2 separate regions of the Arachis hypogaea genome follow, and region 1 is linked to region 2. A link is a contact called in public Hi-C data. All regions are on one chromosome and are shown on one strand. The core of a region is the stretch at or near the end of the contact, and the rest is flanking DNA. Distances in the headings are between cores, read along the strand shown. Region 1 holds the start of LOC112757369. Region 2 holds the start of LOC112754661.

Evidence for each region. A called contact is a pair of places that touch in the nucleus more often than the background predicts.
Region 1: a Hi-C map of an unstated tissue shows a contact between it and region 2, with 5 times the contacts expected there. The contact joins the promoter of LOC112757369 here to the promoter of LOC112754661 in region 2. A contact is called at or near these places in 4 of 8 Hi-C or Micro-C datasets (leaf and an unstated tissue).

Annotation. Positions count from the first base shown.
Region 1 is chr16:112,667,216-112,673,056 of arahy.Tifrunner.gnm2.J5K5, reverse strand. LOC112757369 reads right to left here and starts at 1,668. Exons shown (of 1, transcript XM_025805956.1): 1 at 1,126-1,668. The coding sequence starts at 1,668. The coding sequence ends at 1,126.
Region 2 is chr16:112,538,271-112,544,274 of arahy.Tifrunner.gnm2.J5K5, reverse strand. It overlaps LOC112754661, which reads right to left and starts at 2,038. Exons shown (of 7, transcript XM_025802363.3): 1 at 1,556-2,038.

The sequences.
Region 1 (5,841 bases), core at 419-2,918, 130 kb before region 2:
AACCTTTTTTGGAGCCTGAACTAGCTCCCACTTAACCATAGGTATACCATAGTTCCCGTTCTCCTTGCACCACATAAAGTTCCGTTGTAAAGCGATCAGCTTGTCCGCCACCGCCTTCGGCATCTTGTACAGACTAAGGTAATATATGGGGAGACTATTCAGTATCGATTTGATAAGGACCAGCTTACCTGATTTGTTCAAAACCTTTGCTTTCCACAAGCTAAGCTTCTGTTCCACCTTATCAATGATTGGTTTCCAAGTCTTCACCAAGCGCGGATTCGCACCTAGAGAAATTCCCAAGTATCTAACCGGTAGAGCATCTTGCTAGCATCCCAGTAGTCCACATGCCTGATCAATCCATCTTTGCTCACAGTTCACTGATATCAGATTCGATTTATCAAAATTGATGCTCAGCCCAGACATCAACTCAAAGCACCAGAACAGTCTCTTATAGTTTACAATTGTTGCAATCTCTGGCGAGCAGAACAAAACAGTGTTATCTGCAAATTGTAGGTGCGACAGTTCAATATGATCTCCCCCTACCAGCAGTGGAGCAATACGTCCGTTCCTGACGGCTTCCCCCAACATCCTATGCAAAACATCGACAACTAATACGAACAGCAGTGGAGAAAAGTGGGTCCCCTTGTCTTAGTCCCCTCTCCATCTTGAATGGTTTGGAAGGTGACCCGTTTACCAAGACTGCCATGGTAGCCGTAGTAACACACTCCTTCACCCAACTCCTCCATCTTTGGCCGAAGCCCATTTTCTGGAGCACAATGTCAACAAAACTCCATCTCACTCTGTCATAGGCCTTTTGAAAATCCAATTTGATAATGGCTGCTGTCTTTTTCCGAGTCTTCAGCCAATGAACCGTCTCGCAGGCTATGAGTGCGCCATCATGAATTTTCCTTCCCTTTACAAATGTAGTCTGAGTCTCTCCGACCAACCCCGGCATCACAGATCGCATTCTTCTCAACAACACCTTCGAAATCACTTTATATACACACCCCACCATACTAATCGGCCGAAAATCCTTCACCTCCTTTGCACCTTCAAACTTTGGAGCTAGTGTCACCCACGTTACATTGACATCCGTTGGCAACTTCGCACTTTGAAAGAACCCCATTACCGCAGCTCCGGCCCAATGTCCTCCCAGCATTTCTTTATGAAGTTCATGTTATACCCATTACTCCCTGGGGCCTTGGAAGATTCGCAGTCCCACACAGCCTCCTTGATTTCCTCATCCGTCGGCATCACTTCTAAAGCTTCAGCCTCATCCCTATGGATACACTTTACTAAGCCATCCCTGATTCCAATCCTCGGAACATATTCATGTCTATATAAATCCTTGTAGAACCCTCTAATCGCACCTTTTATTCTCGCCTGATTCCGCACAAGTCTTCCATGTATCATCATTGCATCGATCTTGTTATTCCGTCTTCTGGCCGAAGCAATGTTATGAAAGTATCTGGTATTCTTATCCATGTTTGTAGCATGCTTAGACCGAGACATCTGTTTCCAGTGTATTTCCTTTCTAATGTACCATTTTGAACAAAAGCTCACAAGCGCCTTCCTTCTAGCCTCCGTTGTACCATCATAAATCCCATCACTAACTAAATTGTCCAGCCTGGTGAGCTCCTCCTTAAACCTCATGAGTCTCTTATCCATGTCCCGGAAGTGATCCTTGTGCCATTGCCGCAGTGGTATTGTTAAAGCCCTCAGCTTGCACGTGAACTGCGCTTCTCCGAGGCTTCACCATTCATCCTTCACCATTCTCAAAAATCCCTCGTGCGTAAACCAGGAACCCAAACTTCTGAATGGTCTAGGGCCCCCCCTAATCTTGTACCTTCCAAGATCACCGGGAGTGATCGGACAGCCCCCTTGGGCCACCTGTTATCCTAATATCCGGAAACTTCTCAGTCCATTCAATATTAACCATCACCCTATCAATCCGACTACAGGAACGCCCCCTAAACCATGTATACTTCCTATCAGTAAGAGGCAAATCTATTAACTGCATGTCATGCACCCATCCCTTAAACTCTTCCGATGATGCCGGCAAGCTAGTAACTCCTTTGCGATCCTCAACTTGTAAAATTTCATTAAAGTCCCCTAAAAAACAGAAAGGAACCTGACACAGCCCCGCCACATAACTCAGTTCCTCCCACACCCCCTTCTTTGCCTCCCTCCCATGCGCCCCGTACACCAAACAAAAAGCACAGCGGAAGTTGGTCCTTGTTAATACGCCTTCAACACACAGCCACCTCTCACCTTTATAGCTGTGATGTACTTGAAACACTCCATCATCCCAAATTAATAACAGACCCCCGCCGTTCCTACAGATTCCACAAACTCCCAACCAGCAGTACTAGATCCCCAAAGCCTTGCAACCTCATATTTAGTAATCACTTCTTTTTTTGTTTCAATCAATCCCAACATGTTCAAGTTATATTTACTCTTCAAAGATTTCAGCATGCTCAATTTACCGTCCCCTCCACCCCCTAATATTCCAACAGCTCATAATCATTTAAACAAAATTTTGCTCACCTTATTTTGATTTTTTGGCCGACTCCTTCTCGCATTTTCCTTCTGCTTTGCCAGCCTTCTCTTCACCGCTATTTTCTCATTTTGTGCTTGTAAAATCGCCATAATATCTTCTTCCTCATCTTATAAAATCGCTCCTGATTCCACAGCTTTTCATGGATATGCTTTTCCACACATTTAGATACCAATATAACTTAATATTAAACAGTCCGTTGAACTTGAAAGCACCAAATTTAAATGGCGATTATAGAATCAATCATGAAGATAAAATACTGCATCTACTAATATGCAAATGTGCCAACCACTAAACCAATCTTTAATTTTCCTCTATATATATCGCTAATCATGCTTGGCATAAAGTAACCTCATTGTGACAAATGAATTTAAATTATCTTTAACTATGAACTAGGATTATCATAACTCCTGAGAACTATATCAAATCAAAGTGATAAACCGATAAAAACAGGAATAATCAATACACTTAAGAACACAGGTGTGGTTAGATCCAAATTATAAACCTCCAACTTCATGGCAGAGGCACATATATATACTCATTAAACTTGCATCAAATAAATGCTGCAGAGATGATGGTCTTCCATCCCAATGAAACTTTGCCATGAGATTCTCAATGGTATATATCCGAATGCCATTTTGACTCTCTTTGTATGGTTACAAATTTTTTACAAACTGTCTATAAAATTAAAAGTAGTGTAAGAATTAAATTAAAAAAAGTTATAAAAATTTAATTAAAAATTTAGTAAAATTATAAAAACTAACAGAATAATTAAAAATATGTTAAATCAATTTGGATCATAATTTTTCAGGTGAAAAGACATTTGCAACTTAAGATTGAAGTACAAAAAAAGTACTTGCAATTAGTACTGCACATAACCGCACATAAAAGCTTAATCTGTCATGTTCTATTCTATTAGATAATTTCATAATACCCAAAAATAATAAAAGCAAACAAATTACTGAGAATCTAATAAGCTAGCCTCAACAAACCATTGATTTGTATGGCAGAATAAAACAAAAATCGCAAAAGTGATATAAGCACATAAAAATTCTCAAAAATTAAACCTTTAACATAGCAATCTCGTTATATATGTGGAGTATATACTCTTTTCAATTGTTCGGTTAGGTTTTTTCTTAAAATAGAGTTTTTATGCCCTTTAAGTCAATGTTTAACTTTTGTCATGAGAATTCTTTATTCCCAAAACAAAGTTTCTTTCTTTATTCTCTTCTTTATTCTTTTTCTTTAATTCGCCATGAAAGTTCTTTTATGGAATGGGGTTTGAGGAGATCTCTGACAGTCTATAACCTTAAAGGGATATGTCAATCCCACTCCCTCAAAATTATGTTTATATGTGAAACAAAAAACCAATCTCGTCTGGTAGAAAATAAGTTGAGATCTTGTCATTTTACAGACAAAAAGATTGTTAGTCCGACGGGTACAGCTGGTGGATTAGCTTTAGCAAGGTAGGAGGGCACAACGGTTGAGGTTCTTGCTGAAAAAGAGTTTTTCATAGCTGCCTAGGTAACTGATCCTGCTTTGAACTTTTCTTAGAAGCTGATTGGGGTACATTTAAATAGCTTGGATGGGATTCGTTCTACCCAATACACAGAACTTTTCTCTTTTGTACAACGTTTCCTTGAAAATGTTGTAATTATGGGTGATTTTAATGCTATAGTGAGCCTCGATGAGAAAGAAGGAGGGGGGTTAAAATCAACTTCATCTATTTCTGAATTTGTGCATTTTATTGATAGTGGTGGACTGAAGGACTTTGGTATGATTGGGAGAAGGCTCACTTAGACTAATAGGCGACGAGGGCAGGACCAAATCAGGGAGCGGCTTGACCGTGCACTTGTGAACGATGAGTGGACGGATCGTTTTTCGTCAGCCATGCTGTCTTGGTTCATAGAAAATGGTTCGGATCATGCGCCTATCCTCCTTGATACAAATCCGGCCATAGAAAAATCTAAACGGAGGTTTAAGTTTCAGAAGAGGTGGTGTGATTTAGAAGAAATTAGGGTAATTATCACCGAAGCTTAGAAGGAATGTGTGGATGACTCAGCAATATTTGTTTTGGCACAAAAATTGAAGCATTGTATGCACTATATTGTTCAATGGCAGCAACAGAACAAATTTAATTTAAAGAAGGACATTGGTAAACTCACATCTCAATTTAAAATCTTTAGAGAGGAGGGTATTACAGGGGGAGAACAGATTGAAGTCTTAGAAAATAAACTTGAGGATGCTTATTTTAGGGAGGAAAGCTATTGGAGGGAGAAATCTCGTATAAAAAGTGGCTAAAAGAAGGGGACAAAAATACAAGTTTAATCATTCTAATCCAAAATCTGGAAAAATAAAATTTGGAAAGTGAAAAAGAATGATGGTACGTATACTACCATCTGTGAGAAAATTGCACAAGTAGCTGAAACATACTTCAAGGATGTCTTCACATCGATTGGCCAAGCTAATCTAGCACATCCATTTGAAGATTTTGAAACCAAAGTTTCAGCAACCATGAATAGAAAATTAACTAGATCGGTCAGTTTTGATGAGGTAAAACGTTCGGTTTTTAGTGTTCACCTCCAAAGTGCCCCTGGTGATGATGGATTTACGGCTAAATTTTTTCAATTCTATTGGAGTTTAGTAGGGGAGGATATTTTTAAGGCTGTCCGCAGTTTCTTTGTCAGTGGTAGACTACGCAAGAGCTTCAACCATATACAAATCTGTCTCATTCCTAAAATTTCTTATGCAAAGTATATGACACAAGTTAGACCCATTAGCTTTTCCTCAGCTGTGTATAAGATTATTTCTAAAGTACCAGTCCATCAGCTACAGAAATTTATGACTTCGCTAATCAGCCTTAATCAGAGTACCTTCATTAAGGGTAGATTGATTTCAGACAATGTCCTAGTCGCTCATGAATGTATGCACTATTTAAAGATAAAGAAGAAGGGCCTATCGATTGAAATGGCTGTTAAATTGGATATGAGCAAAGCCTATGATCGTGTTGAGTGGCATTTTCTTTCTTTCATTTTAGAGAAATTGGGATTTAAATCTAGATGAATTGGTTGGATACAGGAGACGGTGACTACAGTTTCTTACTCTGTTGTTGTTGAAGGTTAACCTTTTGGTTTTTTTTAAACCAAATAGAGGTATCCGCCAAGGAGACCTTTTATTCCCTACCTTTTTCTTTTCTTTGCAGAAGGATTATTCTTTTTGCTAAACAAGGTAGAGCAAAACGATCTCATTAAAGGTATTCAGATCAACCAAAGATGTCCTACTGC
Region 2 (6,004 bases), core at 789-3,288:
TGGAAACGGGTCTCCATGGGGGCGGGAACATACCACCTGCCCCCTGTCCCCACCCCAGCCATACATAATTCGTCCCCGTCCCCGTCCGCGTGACAGGTAACGGGGACTCCGTATCCGCCGGAGAACGGGGTCTCCGTGGATATCCGGAAAAAAAAATTGAAAAAGAAAGATAATTAACAGAATCAAAATCCTAAACTCAGTATTATAATTAAATGTCCCAATTTCACAATAAGAATCCAACCCGTAAACCCAGTCTCATCCCAATTTCATAATAAGAATCCAAACCCTAAACCCAGTTTCACAGCAACAGAATCTAACTCTAAACCCAAATTTATCAATTAACATAATGCAAACCCTAAACCTAAACCCAAGGTTCTGAAAACTGGACTGGTCATCGAACCGCTCTAGTCATTGATTCACTGTTCCAACCGGTCCAACTGTGGTTAAACCAGAAAAACTGTTTATAATAAAATAATAAATAAACACCCTAAAAAAGTACAAACATCAAAATATTATTCAAACTTTAGAAGAAATGGTGTAGCATTTGCCAAAACACATATAAATAGTGTAGCATTTGCCAAAACTCAGATAAATGAAGTCTCGACGTATTAAAAGGGACAGCCAAGAAACTGATGAACTTCCTAGGAAACAAGAAGCAAACATCCAAGTAGCATGATATATATCATTTGATGACTAAGATTAAATTATTATTGCATCATGGCATGATACTCATACTTTATATGGGAAAATAAGATAGTAAATCAAAATAAAACTTTTTCACCATATCACCATATTTAAAATCTCATATATCCACCTTAAACTAAGACAAACGAATTAGAGGCAATAAAATGAATTGGAGTTCAATTAATCACTGACAAATGGCAATAAAATGAATCTAGATGCATAATACTTAATAGAAGAATTGAATGACTTAGAATTACAATATAATTAAATATTCTTCATATATAGAAACAGCATCATAGAGAAGTTCATCTAAGCCAAATGCAGGCTTATCCAGAACAAAAAAGAAAGCCTTCAAATAAGGAGAATTTGAACCACAAGGACAAGCACAACGAAGAATTAAAACAAGTTAACATTCAGCACAAGAACAATTAGAAAATTAACAAGTTCACAATAACGGTTAACACAATGAACAGAGAATAATTTAAACAAAGATCAGCACAGTAGAAAAATTAAACCAAATTAACAAATTATAGCAAATTGTAAGACAACACCACCACCAATTCAAATTTAAAATAAGGCAACAACACCAGCAGGAACAATTGAAAGTTACACAGCAGCAACAAACTTTTCCAAAGATTAACAAGGATTATCAAGGTTTCAGGCTATCAGGACAATTTCAGCACAATTTGTTTTAGCACAGCACAAAAAAAAAAAGGCAACAAAACATAGTACAGCACAGCAGTGAGCAGAGCAAATCATTCAACAATTCAATCTGAATAGCGCTAGCAGTAGCAGAACAAAGAACCAAGAACGAAAAATTCAAAAGAAAAACGAAGAAACCAATCTGAGTAGCACTGGCAGAATCCTAAACCTTCGTTCTGACTTCTGAGCAGTCTGAGCAGAGGGGCAGAAGCGCGACGGAGGCGGAGGCCAGGCGACGAGAACGACTCGAAGACGCTGGTGGGTTGAAAGAAGCTGCAGCTGAACAAACGAAGGGCAGACTCCAAGACAACGAGCTCGAGGAAGAAGCTGCGATTGGTGGGTTGGAACTTCGAGCACCACGACCGGACGAAGACGTTGGTGCCTGAGCGCGACAGACGGCGGCAGGAACGCGACGGAGCAGACAAAGGCAAGGGACTGACGCCGAACTCGAGGAAGAAGGTGCGATTGTTGAATGAGGAAGAAGAGCGCACGACCAGACGACGACCGTGGTGCCTGAGCGTCGGACGACGGTCCCTGCGTCGGTGGTGGAGAAGCTAGGGTTTCAGGGTTTCAGTTTTTAGCTTTCTTTCTGATTTGGTGAATTTTGAACTGAAGAAAAGAGGAAGGATGAAGGAAGGTCGCGCGATTCTATGCTCTAAGTTCAAAAAGATGGCGTTTCTGTAAACCGGCCGGGTCCCGGTTCAATCCGACCAGCCGGTTCTCGACCGGTTCACAAACAGTTTTTAGAATTATGGTTTTCTCTTTAAGACCGAATCACAAGGTGTCTGGTTTCTGGTCGGATCGGTCAACCCGATCGAGTATTCAAAACCATGCCTAATCCTAATTTTACATTAACAGAATTCAACTAAACCCAATTTCATAGCAGTTTCATCAATTAAAAATCAAAACATATATTAAAACCAATGTCTTCAATCAACAGAAACATCCAACATATTGTAAGGTGGCCGGCTATGGAGCAGAGTCGTCGTCATCTTCGCTGAGCAGAGGCGACGCAGAGTCATAAATTTGAGGCTTCGTCACGGAGCAAAGGTGGAGGCAGCGGCGAAGCTGTGAGTAAGAAGTAGCGAGCGACACACTGAGAGAAAGAAAGTGAGTGGTAGCAGCGACGGAGGAAGGTGAGGAAGAAGGAGCAACGACGAGAAAGACCGGTTGCGACAACAACGAGGGATTGGCAGCGTAAACAAGCAGTCGGTGTAGCAAAGACTGAGTCAAGGTGGAGGTACCGAGAGATGGTGAATAGGATGGAGAAGCACGATGCAACGGTGATGGGGAACAGGACGCAATCTCGCCGGTAATGAGTGTGAAGAGAGGAACGAGTGATGGCATAAAGATTGGGTCACTGGGAGAGTAAGGGAATTAAGGTTCTTTAATTATATATATATATATATAAAAGAGGGATATTTTTGTAATATCATATAAACGGTTATTATACGGATTCCTGAGGGGTGGGGACCTCTTTTTCCGCCCCAACCCCGTGTAATTAATGGGTCCCTGTTCCCTGTCCCCACGTGTAGGAAAAAATCTCATACCCGTCTTCCGGCAAGTAAATCTCTGCGGATATCCGTCCCGTCGAAAAAAATTGCCATCCCTAGATCTAACACTATAGAGCCAGCATGTCAGCTAGGGGTGTACATGGTCCGGCCCGATCCGGTCCCGAACACTTTAGGTACTAATTTAGTGTGATTTCATTGGGTCTAGGGTCGGGTAAGGATCTCAAAAATAGACCCGGTCATTATTTCGGGTCGGGTCCGGGCCATAGCTCGGGTCACCCGAACTCGACCCGATGGCCCAATCATCATACACAATTAATATTTTGTGTTATTAGTGATGGATGATGGCTATTCTTATGTGGAATTTAAATATTGTAAACCTTAATATTTTGTGTTATTAATCATTATAAGATTATAACTTAATGTTTTATATTTAAAATGCATAAGACTTTAGACTAATGGATAATATTGTGTTATTTGTATTGATTTAAATATTTGGTGTTATTAGACAATATTAGTATTGATTATGCTTTAATTTTAGAGAAGGGTTGGTTCTTGTTATATTTTTCTAAGTGAATTTTACTATGTGAATTGTGAAATAATGGTTGGGGATTAGAAGATTTTTACATGTTAAAGACCCTGTTTTCACCCAGCCTGAAGGTGCGTAAGTTTTATCGGGTCTAGGATCGGATTAGGGTCTAAAAATTATATCCGGTCTATATTTCGGATCAGGTCTGGGCTAAGTCAAATCCAATGTGGCCCGACCCATGTACACGCCTAATGTCAGCTCTATTACCGCATTATACCCATACTTCAGATACACACATAACACACTCACACACATTACATATGTATTGTGGGTTCTTTAAACAACATCCAACCTCAGTTGAAATTTGAACCCGGGTACAGTTTGAAAGAGGCATATAAATGTGTCATCTGTGCTAGGCCTCCGCTGCAAATCACGTGTTAAATAACACCAGGGGCTACCGTTTCGTGTTGCCTTATCCAAAACTTTCAAAAAAGACGCTACTTTTTTTTGGACCAATCGAGTTAATGTTTGTCCATATTGCGTCTGTTTTGTCCAATTTAGGCCCAAATATAGTTTGTAGTCTCGATTCTAGTGTAGCCTATACCCAAAGACCAAAAATGAAAAACGGTGGTGGTGAGCTGAGAGTTGAGACAGTTAGATTGAGAGGGAGCATTATAGCTGAAAGCAGAAGTAGCAGCTTAAAGTAAGTGCACATGCCAATTCCATCTTCCTCCCAATAAACCTACTTATCTGCCCTTCATTTTCTTCTAGAATGGAGTTCATCATTCTCAGATCCTCATGCTACATTCACTAGCACTCAAGCTACTGACTCTTAACCTCCCCCCCCCCCCCCCCAAAAAAATGTTTTGAGGTTTCTGACTCTAAAGCTAAATTAACTTCAGATATTGTGATAGTGTGAATGAATTTGATGTTTGTTATGCCAAGTTGGTGATTCAATTAGGTTATAATTATATGATTTGTTGAAAGGGATCCAACAGATTACAAAGAATTGGCGCAAGAATATCAGAGAAGTAAGTGTTCTTTCTTGGCATTGGTTATTTTTTATGCATTTCTTTCGCTGACACATGTAAAACATCATGTTATTTGAAGTTTGCACAGTGAATCATGCTTATTTGGATGCAGAGCAAGGCATTCCCAAGAGTCCAAATGTTCATCAACATCCCCATGCTAGTGAAATTGCCAGTTTATGGGGTTACATTTTTCAAATAATTTTTCAGGTGACTCTGATAAGATCCTGGAATACATTTTTCATTTTTCATCAAACATAAAAGGCTTTTAGCATTATTTTTCATTATCTATTGAATATATAGATTTGTGCAGGTGCTATAATGCTCACTGACTCTGTGTTCTGGCTTATCCTCTTTCCGTTGCTGACACCCAAAGACTACAATCTCGATATTATAAGTATGGGTGTCATGAAGCCACCGTTATATTCTCTAACAATTCACATTGCATTGCATAGCCAAAGACTATAGTAGTTTGCTTTTTTCATCTGAAAATATTTGCATCTTTTACTACCTTACAGTTTATGTTTTTCATGCACTCCATTAACGTTGTTTCTTGCTCAGTGACACAACCCTGAATTGCATGGTGAGTTTGGATTCTAGTATTTTATAAATGTTTGCATTTTTTTCTTGTTAAATTTGTCAGTTTCTTGATAATTATTGTTTTTGGACATGTAGCGTATTCAAAATACTAAACTCACAAATACTTATTCTTACACATGCAGGGATTTTCAAAGTTCTGATTTGCATATTTTATGTTGTGGACGTGCATATTTGTGATTTTTCAGTAGATCCTCCATGATTGTGTTTCAATGTGGTAAAAGCATACTTACCTATGCTTTGATTATACATATATATCATTTTGAGAAATTTAGAAGTATCGATTAAAAATACCACATTTATTATTGTTTATTATTTTTAAAAAATTCCATTTAAATAAAAGTTTAAATTAATTGATTAGGAAAAAAATCGGTATCTTTAAGATTTTGGTTGTTTCTAGTTTGACACCCTTAATTGTTACAGGTGGCCTCATCCTTTTCTTGACTTGTCATCCCCATTTGCACCCTTATGGTGTGTTTCGAATGAAAAATATGTTATGTGTAATGAATACAATTGTACAATATTTTCATATATGAAAGTAGTCCTAGCTAATTACTTATGCTTAATGATTCAAATGATCATACATGTATTATTAATTTGTTATCTCTTGTCCTCTTGAAATTTTCAAGTATTTTACTGTGGCTCTAATGCATATTCCATGCTACGACATATTCTCCATACTAGTGAGGCTTTTCCTGGGTTCTACCGTTTTGTACCTTGGTATCACATTAATGATTAATCCACAATGTTAATTGACCGTTGGTCTTGGCCTACCCTTTTTTCCTCTTCCAGAAATGCATTCTAAAATTAGGTTTAGGCAATACCATACGATACACCAAAAAGAATAGCAAGTTTAGTAGATTGTTCCATTTTTTTAGAAAAGGGATGAAAGTTTTCATATTACAAAAGTAGTGTATAATGTCTTTTTATTTGCAAACTAATTGTATATGAGT